Regions from separate parts of the Mus musculus genome. Here region 1 is linked to region 2. The links are chromatin contacts, called in public HiChIP or PLAC-seq maps. All regions are on one chromosome and are shown on one strand. The core of a region is the stretch at or near the end of the contact, and the rest is flanking DNA. Distances in the headings are between cores, read along the strand shown.

Region 1 (4,852 bases), core at 1,353-3,852, 41 kb before region 2:
CCCCGTTAACTTCTGGCTTCTGCACTCACACTCGTGTACACACACAGAGAGAAATAAGCAAAACACACACACACACACTTGCTTTCATGTACATACAAACACTGCACCGACACACATGGAGATAAAGTTGGGTGTGGCAGCAGATGCCTACACCAATACCTTTCGTGAAGAAGAGAAGAACGGAATGAAGGAAGGAAGAAAGAAAAAGGAAGAAAGGAGTCAGTTTACATAGCATAAAATGTAACCTTTTAACTGTCTTTGAGCTCCCCATCAGTGGCACCTAAGCATTCGGCACCGTGCACCCATCACCACTCTAAGCATTCAGCACCGTGCACCCATCACCACTCTAAGCATTCGGCACCGTGCACCCATCACCACTCTAAGCATTCGGCACCGTGCACCCATCACCACTCTAAGCATTCGGCACCGTGCACCCATCACCACTCTAAGCATTCGGCACCGTGCACCCATCACCACTCTAAGCATTCGGCACCGTGCACCCATCACCACTCTAAGCATTCGGCACCGTGCACCCATCACCACTCTAAGCATTCGGCACCGTGCACCCATCACCACTCTGACATCCCTGGCGGTGGCTTCCCCTGCTCCTCCCGATCTTTCTAGCACCAACCAGCCACTAATCTGCTTTGTCCAGGAATTTACCTGCTCTGGGCGCACTTGATGCAAATGAGACCATAGGATAAATGGTCATTGTGTCGGCCTTCTTTCACCCTGCACAGTGTTCCCAAGATCTCCGGGCCATGGTGGCAAGCAACAGTAAATTCTTTTGTTAGGTTTGGATACCTCTTACTCTTTGGCACACACATATGGTACTTTACATATCCACTGATCTGTTGACCACTTGGGTTTTTATTTTCTTCAGCTTTGGTGAACAGCAGGGCCCACAGCAGTCTTGTACAGACTTACACGTTGGAACACTTGTTTTCAGTTGTGTGTGCCACCTGGAATCAGAACAGCAGCTGCACCCTCTCACGTGTACCAGCAGTGCACCAGGGAGAGCATTTCTTCCCTTCCCTTCCAACGTTATTACACATAAGCACACATGCACAGATGCGTGTAGACAGGCCAGAGGCCAATGTCACATGACTTTTTCAATTGTTCTCTGTGTTTATTTTTTTAATTAAAAAAAATTTAAGGGAGAGCTTGAACCCAGTCTGTATCCCAACTACTCGTCCCATACCACACATTAAGCATTTGAGGTACCCATGTTTGGGGAAACCCTAGGAACAGCATGTGAGGAATACAATGGATAAGCCTCACCCAGGGAAAAGCAATTACATGACCATAATATGGTATTTCCTTTGCCAGGTGTGCTCCATTATACTTTTTGGTATAGAATCTCAATTGAACCAAGGCTCTCCAGTTCTGTAGTCTGGCTGCCAGCAAACAACAGGGATCTTCCTATCTCTCCCATCCCAGCACCGAAATTACAGAGGAGGATTTAGGAGGCAGGGCCTATCTGCTAAGGGTGGCCATTGAAGGTTAACTCTATTCCTTGTCTCTGATCACTCCCTCTTCTCCAGCCTGGTCTACTGTAATGTGAGTAGCATCGGCATAGCTTCAGCTGCCATAATCTCAACAGCTTTGCCAAATCTTTCCCACGGAGATGGACTGAAACCCTCTCACACTGTGACCCAAAATAAACCTTTTCTTCCTGCAGCCTTTTCTGTCTGCTACTGTGCTCACATTAAAGCAAGGGGATAAAATGTAAGCCATGCATGGTAACATACACTTTTAGCCTCAGCACTAAGGAGACAGAAGCAAGCAGATCTCTGTGAATTCAAGGCCGGGTGGGGCTACACAGTGAAACACTACTGTGAGCTTGTGTGCGCTCACGTGTGCGTGCACCCCCCCACCCCCCCCACACATGTACGTTGTAAGAATGTTTTTTTTTTTTTGTATGTGTGGGATGAGTTGAGACAGGGTCTCATTGTGTATCTGAGGTTGGCTTCAAACTTCCTATGTCTCTCAGATTAGCCACATTTTTTTTGAGAAACTGTTCAGCCGTAAAATGTGCTGGGCTTGTGGCACTATACTCATTTATGGGCCGCTGGGTATGAACCCTGTTTTCATGCATGCTAATGTTAGCCCTCTAACAGCTGAACTGCAGTCTGGCTAGTTTTTGTTTTTTTGAGACTGGTCTCACTATAAAGCCTTAGCTTGCCTGGAACTGTTTTAGATCAGGCCGATCTTGAATATACGCCTCTACCCTCAGTACTGTTCATCATATAATTTTATTCAAATTATAAACTTTCATCAGCTACATAACATACAAATGTTGTCTCCCATTCTGTAGGTTGTCTTTATGCCTTGACTTTGGTGGAGGTGTAGTTGTGGCTGTTAGAAACAAAGAATAATCTCTCCCCTCCCTCTCCCAGGCCTCGCGGCTCCAGAGTCCGCCTCCCGCCCGACCTTTTGGCCCCGCCTCCGCGCGCCCCGCCTCTCGCCAGCCCACTCAGGTCGTAGCTTCATCCCTACTCCTCCTGCCTCAAGGCTGTTACTCCTCCCCTCCTAGACCCCACCCCATCTGGCCCTTTCCAGCAAGCCACGCCCCGAAACATCTCCGCCCCCGGCTCGCCCTGCCTCCCCGGAGCCCTCCCGGCCCGCGCGCGCGGCCAGAGCAGACCTCCCGGCTCGACTGGCGGCGCGGGCAGCGGTGAGTGCGGCCCTGCTGGGTGCCCGGTGGGGAACACCAGATTCGGGGCGCTGGGCACGGGGCGGCAACAGAGGCGAGGGTCGGGCTTTGCCACCTGCCTAGAGTCCCGGGGCACCGCGCTCTCCTTGGGGGGCGAGCAGGGATGTCGTGGGACCCGGGGTGGCGCGCTCTGGGCGGGATTGAGGGCGAGGGGTCCCAGCAGTGCGGTTGTGTTTGGTTCTCAGTCTCGGACTACCCAGCTTCCGTCCGAACCTCACCAAATGATGCCCCTCGGGCTTATAGGAAAAGGCGCGACTTTCTCTAGTAACCTTTAGTATCTAAGTTGCGATTTGGAGAACGCCCCTGTGTGTACTCTGAAAGCAAAAGCGAATAGAGAAAAAGTAGAGTAACTTTCCAGATGCTCTTTAGCTGTTCCGGGCCCACGCGTCTTTTGCTCTTATCCCTGTGAGTTTCACACGGGTTCCCAGACCGGTGCGAGCGTATCGGAGAGCAGGGGAACTTCAGGATCGCGGAGTCTAGAGCCCAGGCGAAGGAGGACGTGACCCCCGCCTGTCCTGCCAGCCCAGTTCTTACTTCCCAGTGGTTTCCAGGTCCGTGTGGGTCTAGACGGTGCTTTTGATCGTCATTCGGTATCGTGCCCCCAGCTTTCCGTTGAGGTTTAAGAGGAAGAGGTGAGGAGAGCATGGGTGTGTTTTAGAAAGGGTCGTTTGGACATTCCCTACCTAATACTTTGTCGGGTTTGTGCTTCCGGAGAGTGAAGCTGATGTCATTCTCTGTTGGACTGAGCGGTAGTCATTGGGAAATAGTTTGTGGAAGTCACGGGGCTCTCTAAGCTCATCCCCTTTTTGCTGTTTTGAGACGGTCTTAGATAGTCCAGGCTAGCATCCCAACTCCATATGTAGCTGAGGCTGGTCCTGGACTTTTCTGCCTCCACAGTGTTGAAATTACAGGGTTGTGCCACTGAGCCGCTCCTCCAGCCTTTTCTGAATTAAACCGTCCTCCCCTGAGTGAGCTGAAGCTGGTTCAGGGACTCCTGGACTCCATATTGGAGTCCTTTGAAGGAAAATCATTTCTACCACTAGGTGCTTGCCTCCTCTTCTGCCCTCCGCTCCAGCCTTCTCAGATTGGCTCTTTTAAAGTAGAACTAATGCAGAGAGAAAGGAGCTGAGTGGTATCACTAATTCCTCCAGCGATTGGCTTTATCAGTTGGATCAGGATCCAGAGGGTGTGTCGCTTGCCTTGCCTGACCTAGAATAACACCCATACTTCATCTTCTCAGCCAATCCTTGTTCTGCCTTCTAAAGGTGTTCAGGCCAGCTCAGAAATATTTGTTGTAGATCTACTTACTGTGGGAGAGGCCCATTGTCCTCCTTCCTATTCCACTAAAGGCATTAATAATGAATGGTTTTATTCCTGCCTGAAAAAATATCCTTATGATAGTTTACTGAATCAAGTGACACAGTGATTGGTATCAGATCCACCCAGTGTCTTGAGTCTCTAAGATACTAGACTCCCTAGATAGTAGCTCCCTTCCTTTGGCGGATACATTCCTTTGTCCATCAATACTTTTATGGCCTGGCCGTAGGAGGGGAAAGGGCTACCCCTTGTCCTTTGAAAATGCTGAAAAAATGGCTCCTGGCCCTAAGTGGCTTATGCTATGGGCGAAAAGCAGGCGTGCTGTTGAAAAGTTCAGAGCTTAGCTCAGAATCCCAGCTTAGGCAATTGGGAGATGTTCCTAGACAGGGAAAGTTGTATGGGAAAGCTGAGGTCTGAGCACACTGCACATAAGCAGAAAGGTCTCAGCAGAGCTGCAGCAGAGGTGTAGACAAGTGCAGGATGGAACACAGTAAGAGCAAAACCTGCTGAGTGGAAGGGGCTGGCCATAGGCAGTTCCTGCTTTCCTGCCTTCCATTTAACCCAGTCATTCCTACTGATGTCGGCCTCACGCTGAAGTGAGAATGGGCAGAACCCCTCCCCCCACTTCAAGTTTTCCTGCAAATTTCCCTGAAGCTCTGGTGAGGGTGGAAAGTAGGAGGAAGCCCTGGAGTCTTGGCACCAGTCATTTGTATTTTGTTTGTTTTGGCTTTCTGCTGCCATGAAAATGGCCCCGGGAACCAGGTGGCTTATATCCACAGGTAAACAGACCCTGCTCTGTGTGTCGGTCTCTGCCATTTG
Region 2 (4,645 bases), core at 1,158-3,657:
TTGGTTTTGTTTTTTGAGACAGGGTCTTATGTGGCTCAGGCTGCCCCCAAATTCCTGATCCATCTACTTCTGCCTTCTAAGTACTGGAATGACAGGCGTGAGCCACAAGCCCCTCAACACAATGCATGATTTTGAGTATGTTTGCAGGGTTGTTAATAGTTTATCTCCCCAGAAAGGAACTCTGAACCTTTGAGTAGTGTGTGACCCCACCCACCCACAGCCAATCTGTTTCTTGTCTCTGTAGATTTACTTATTCAGGATATTTCATGTAAACAGTCAAATGCTACCCGGGCTTCCCTGTGTGTCCTGACTTTTTTTTAAACACTTTTGAGGTTAATGTGTGTTGTAACTTGAACATTGCTTTCTTCCTTTTCACTGCTGTGTAGTATTCCACAGTCTGAGTGAGCCTTATCTATCACTCGTGTGTTAGTGGCAGTCTCTTTATCTTTGACAGGCTTGTGCTTTTTAGGACCTGCTGCTCTCTGTATGTGCTGCCCAGAAGGAAACGAATATGCACATTCCATTTGCTGGTAAATGATGGCTTCACAGTATTTTGTTTGTTTTGAGAGGGTCTCGCGTAGCCCCAGCTGTCCTCAGATTCACTACATCTCAGGATAACATAAGCCTCCACCTCCCCGCTGCTGTCATTACAGACATGCTCACTAGCCTTTATCTAGTGCTGGGCACAGAACCCAGAACTTCACGCACGCTAGGCAAGCAGCATCGACTACACCTGATCCGACATAGCTTAGTGCCCTTCTTATATTCTTTTGAAATTCTGGGTGATGGTGGGTGGGCGGGCGCATTTGCAGATGGAAATTATCATTAACAAGCTGATCAAGTGGGGCTTGGTGAGGCACACCTATCATTCCTGAACATCAGAGGTGGAGGCAGAAAGATCAGGATTTTCAGGCTAGCCTGACCTGTAGTGAGACCCCCCATCTCAAAACCAAAAGAGAGCCCTCCAAAATAAATGAGCTTGCCAAACTACCCAGTGTGGCTGTGCCGACACATGTGCTGTACACACGCCCATCCAGGGACCTGGTGGGAGCCCCGACCGGAGTGTTCTGGTCCAGAGCCCACTCCTGGGGAAGGACAGTGGGGCTTTGGATAGAAACCATGTGCTGCTTTCTGAGCTTGAGTACACAGTGCCAGTGGCTTCTTGAGGTCAGAGTGCATAGCCTGGGACAGTGAAAGACAGCCAAGGATCAGGCTGGCAGTTCAAGCTCTTTTGAAAGACTTAGCATTAGGAAGGAAACAGGAGTCTTAAGCAGCGCATCCTCTTCATGTATGTGCCCCTGCGGAGAACTTTTTATGGGAGGAAGGAGGAGGGATTTTTCTATGCCTTTCTCCTGGCTTGCATTCAGCACTTGGTGACTGTCCATGCCTAGACCCCCTCCCCATGTAACATGGAGAGCCCGCAACACCAGGAGTACTGGGCACCTGGAAGTGTCCCATAGAGACGGAAGAGGAGGCGGAGCTTCTCCAGCCCACCTTGCAGTGAGGAGTCATGGGCTGTGAGTTTGCCTTCCTGCCTGCTGCCGTCTCTCAGCTGGCCTGAGGCCTTGGTTCCAGCAGGATCAGGAACCTGACCTCTGATTGGGAAAGTCTATCAGCTGGCAATGAGTAAGGGTTCACTGGTATGTTTGTGGGTGTCAGCCTGTCATTAAGAGTTTTCCCAGCACCCCACATCAGAGCAGTAGTTAGGACAGTGTGGGCTGGCTACACACTGCAGCTGTTTGGCAAGTCTCCTTACTTAATTAACAGAGGTAAATACTGCAATGCTCAGAGTTAAGTTACTGATACATGTCCAGGTGAGCCCTCCCTTCCTGAGATTGTGGACTATGATGTCAATCCTTAGACCTTGCACCTTTTTATTGTTGTATAGTATTCCACTTCATGGATTACCCAACCTGTCTATCTAGGTTCTTTTTGAGGGCTGTTTGTGTTGTTTCTAACTCTGAGTAAAAAAAAAAGCAGCTGTGGACATCCATACAGAATGAAGTTGTGTGTCTTCCCCCCCGCCCCCGTTCATTTATTGGGTGTGTGACTGTGTAGGCGCACATGTACCATGGTGTACATATAGAGGCTTAGACAGAGTACGAGCCACTTCTTTCCTTCCATCGTGTGGGTCCTGCGGACTGAACTCAGGTCATCAGGTTTGGTGGCAAGCACCTTTACAAGCTGGGTCATTTGGCTGGCCCCTTGTGTGCTTTCTCCTCTTGTGGGTAAATGCTTACAAGTGACATGCTGGTACCTAAGATAGTTGTATGCCTGTAGAGGAGCACATAGTTGCTTGCTATGAGTTGTATTGCTTTTGTGTAAATCTCTGCCCTCTCCTGTGAGCAGGGTGCTTGCTGGTCTACTGTGTCTGCTGACTGCACCATCTGTCTCCAGAGTCTGGGCCATGCTAGGCTCCTCACGTGACAGCTCCTGCTTCTGACTCCTCTCTGGCCTTTGTTCTCCATTGAACACAGGGAGGAAACACTTCGCTTATCATTTTCAGCCCTTTGGTTTTTGCCTGTGAATGAATAAACACAAAGAGATCATGAAACTTGTTTTTGACAGGCAGTGACTGTGCACACCTTTAATCCCAGTACTTGGGAGGCAGAGGCAAAGGCATCTCTGTGGGTTTGGGGCCAGTCTGGTTTACAGAGTCAGCCCTAGGACAGCAGGGCTGTGTTGTAGAGAAACCCTGTCTCAAAAAGAAAAGGAGAGAAAAGAAAAGAAAAGGAAAGAGAAAGAGGAAAAAAAAAAGAAAGAAAGGAAGAAAGAAAGCAGGTTTTCAAAGGTCATACAGTTCATTGAACAGTCAATGGAAAAGGGACAGAGCCTTCCTGCTCCTTTCTTCCCAAAGATAACAGACAAGCAGCATTTCATAAGGCAGGCCCACCAGGCTCCCGCAGCTCGAGGGCCCTCTGCTGGTGACCTTTCCCATGGGATGTCCCTGGCTCTGCACAGGAATGCTGGGGACCTGACTCAGTGGGCAGGGTGTTGCCTAGTGGGAGGGAGTCGTTGAGCTTAATTCCCAGCACTATCTGAGCAGTTCACCTAGCACTTGGGGCATGGAGGGCAGGAGGATCAGACTTTCTGGGTCAGCCTGGGCTACATAACACACACACACACACACACACACACACACACAACCCACCTCTTGTTTTTGCTTTTCTGAGACACAGAAAATATCTCCAGGGAAATTTTGATCCTCCTGCCTCAGCCTCTTGAGTCTGAGATAGTAGGCTTGCACCATCATGTTCAGAAGCAACCTTCTTGTGAGCCACTTGAGCCACTGGTGGGTCCAAGACTCCTAGCAGCTGGAGCTCCATGGTGTGGGCTGTGGAGTGTGGGCAGGCTGAAGGCATGAAACAGAAGGACGGGACACCCCTGGCTTTCTTTCATTTTTTTTTCTATAAACCTAAAATTGTGAACAAGGATATGGTCTTGGGAAAAAGTGAAAATCAAAACATAATAGCAAAGCTGGGGGTGGGAGCAGGTGGTGGGGAGATGGCTCACAGTCAGAAGCGCTCACTGCCCTTACAGAGGGGCAGGGTGTGGTTCCCAGCACCAACTCTGGGTGGCTCACAATTGCCCAAAACTACAGCTCCAGGAGATTTGGCACTAATTTCTGTGCTCTGCAGGTACCCACACATGTATTGTACATATGTGTATTTGGCTGTTTCACATAAGTGTACTCAGGAACATACACATACAAAATAGCAATCTTTAAAAAGAAACACAAAAATAAAATCAGTGTGAAACAGTATCAAACAAGAAACAAGTGCTATAGGTGTGCAGTGAGCACTTAGCTCACACGGGCAAGGCCCTGGCTTCTGTCTCCAGAACAGAGAAAATAAATTCTTAGAAGGATGTAGGCTTCTGACCCAATAGTCCCGGCCTATGTGCAGTAGGCCTGGCTCATGCTCTGGTCATTGTGCAGTGAGAGGAAGTGACGTCACGTTAGCGCCAGGAGTGTAGGCGTGGGAATAGGAAGTGGGGGCAGGGTCTGCATCAGGTGCTTGTCTGCATGAATGCTGTCCCTTATCCTGGCTCCATGGCCAGCTGACCAAGGTTTGGCCCTGTAATACTATAAACGTGAAGCGATGAGGCCGGGTGTGGAGCTCCTTTCTTGTTCTGGAATGACTGCAGAACCATGAGCTACCAATGGCTGGGAGGACGGGAGGAGGGGCCACCCTGGTGATTCTGTTGCTGCGGTGGGGCGTAGGCACCGGTTTGTAGAATGCCCACTCTGTCAACATTTCTGTGTTGCCTGGAGCCCACACAGCAGAGATGGTAGGCTTTGGCTCACTCTCCTGACTCTGGATGGGGAGAATCCAGACTATAGGCTGAGATAGACTCTCCCAGGGGAGAAGGTGGAGATGGGCCGAGGAAAGCCACCAGGGTTAAAAGAGCAAGGCCTCTTCAGCTAGAGTAGATTAAAACCCTCAGAAGCTGTGTGAGGTTGGGGGAGTGACTTACCTACTCTCTCTGAGGCCTGCTCCACCTGGGGGGGGGGGCATGGCTGAGGCACTGATGGAATTGCTCCATGTGAGGGTTTTATCAGTGCTAGCTACAGCTTCCTGGGGACAGTGTTCTTATTATTACTGTTAGGATCTGTTCTTGGAGGCCACAAGAAACTGCCCGGCAC

Evidence for each region. HiChIP or PLAC-seq counts read pairs in DNA pulled down with a chosen protein or histone mark.
Region 1: an H3K4me3 HiChIP or PLAC-seq map of intestinal villus epithelium shows a contact between it and region 2, with 15 read pairs. The contact joins the promoter of Litaf here to the enhancer-like site in region 2. A contact is called at or near these places in 2 of 39 promoter capture datasets (macrophages and neural stem cells), 3 of 15 datasets of contacts at CTCF or cohesin (CD8 T cells, the NIH/3T3 cell line and embryonic stem cells), 16 of 484 Hi-C or Micro-C datasets (CD8 T cells, the HL-1 cell line, Sertoli cells and 8 more), 17 of 115 datasets of contacts at active chromatin or transcription factors (CD8 T cells, the HPC-7 cell line, bone marrow-derived macrophages and 9 more) and 3 of 9 other capture datasets (adipose tissue, liver and pancreatic islet).

The regions. Positions count from the first base shown.
Region 1 is chr16:10,990,871-10,995,722 of GRCm38.p6, reverse strand. Litaf (LPS-induced TN factor) reads left to right here and starts at 2,602. Exons shown (of 4, transcript NM_019980.2): 1 at 2,602-2,677.
Region 2 is chr16:10,950,058-10,954,702 of GRCm38.p6, reverse strand. No RefSeq gene overlaps it. Among named protein-coding and RNA genes, the nearest start is that of Gm21859, 38 kb to the right of the region's middle. Within about 2 kb of position 2,407, at least 16 of the 459 cell types and tissues checked have an H3K27ac peak or open chromatin away from gene starts, as enhancers often do. A contact at or near this core is called in cortical glia, intestinal villus epithelium and liver, where this site is marked.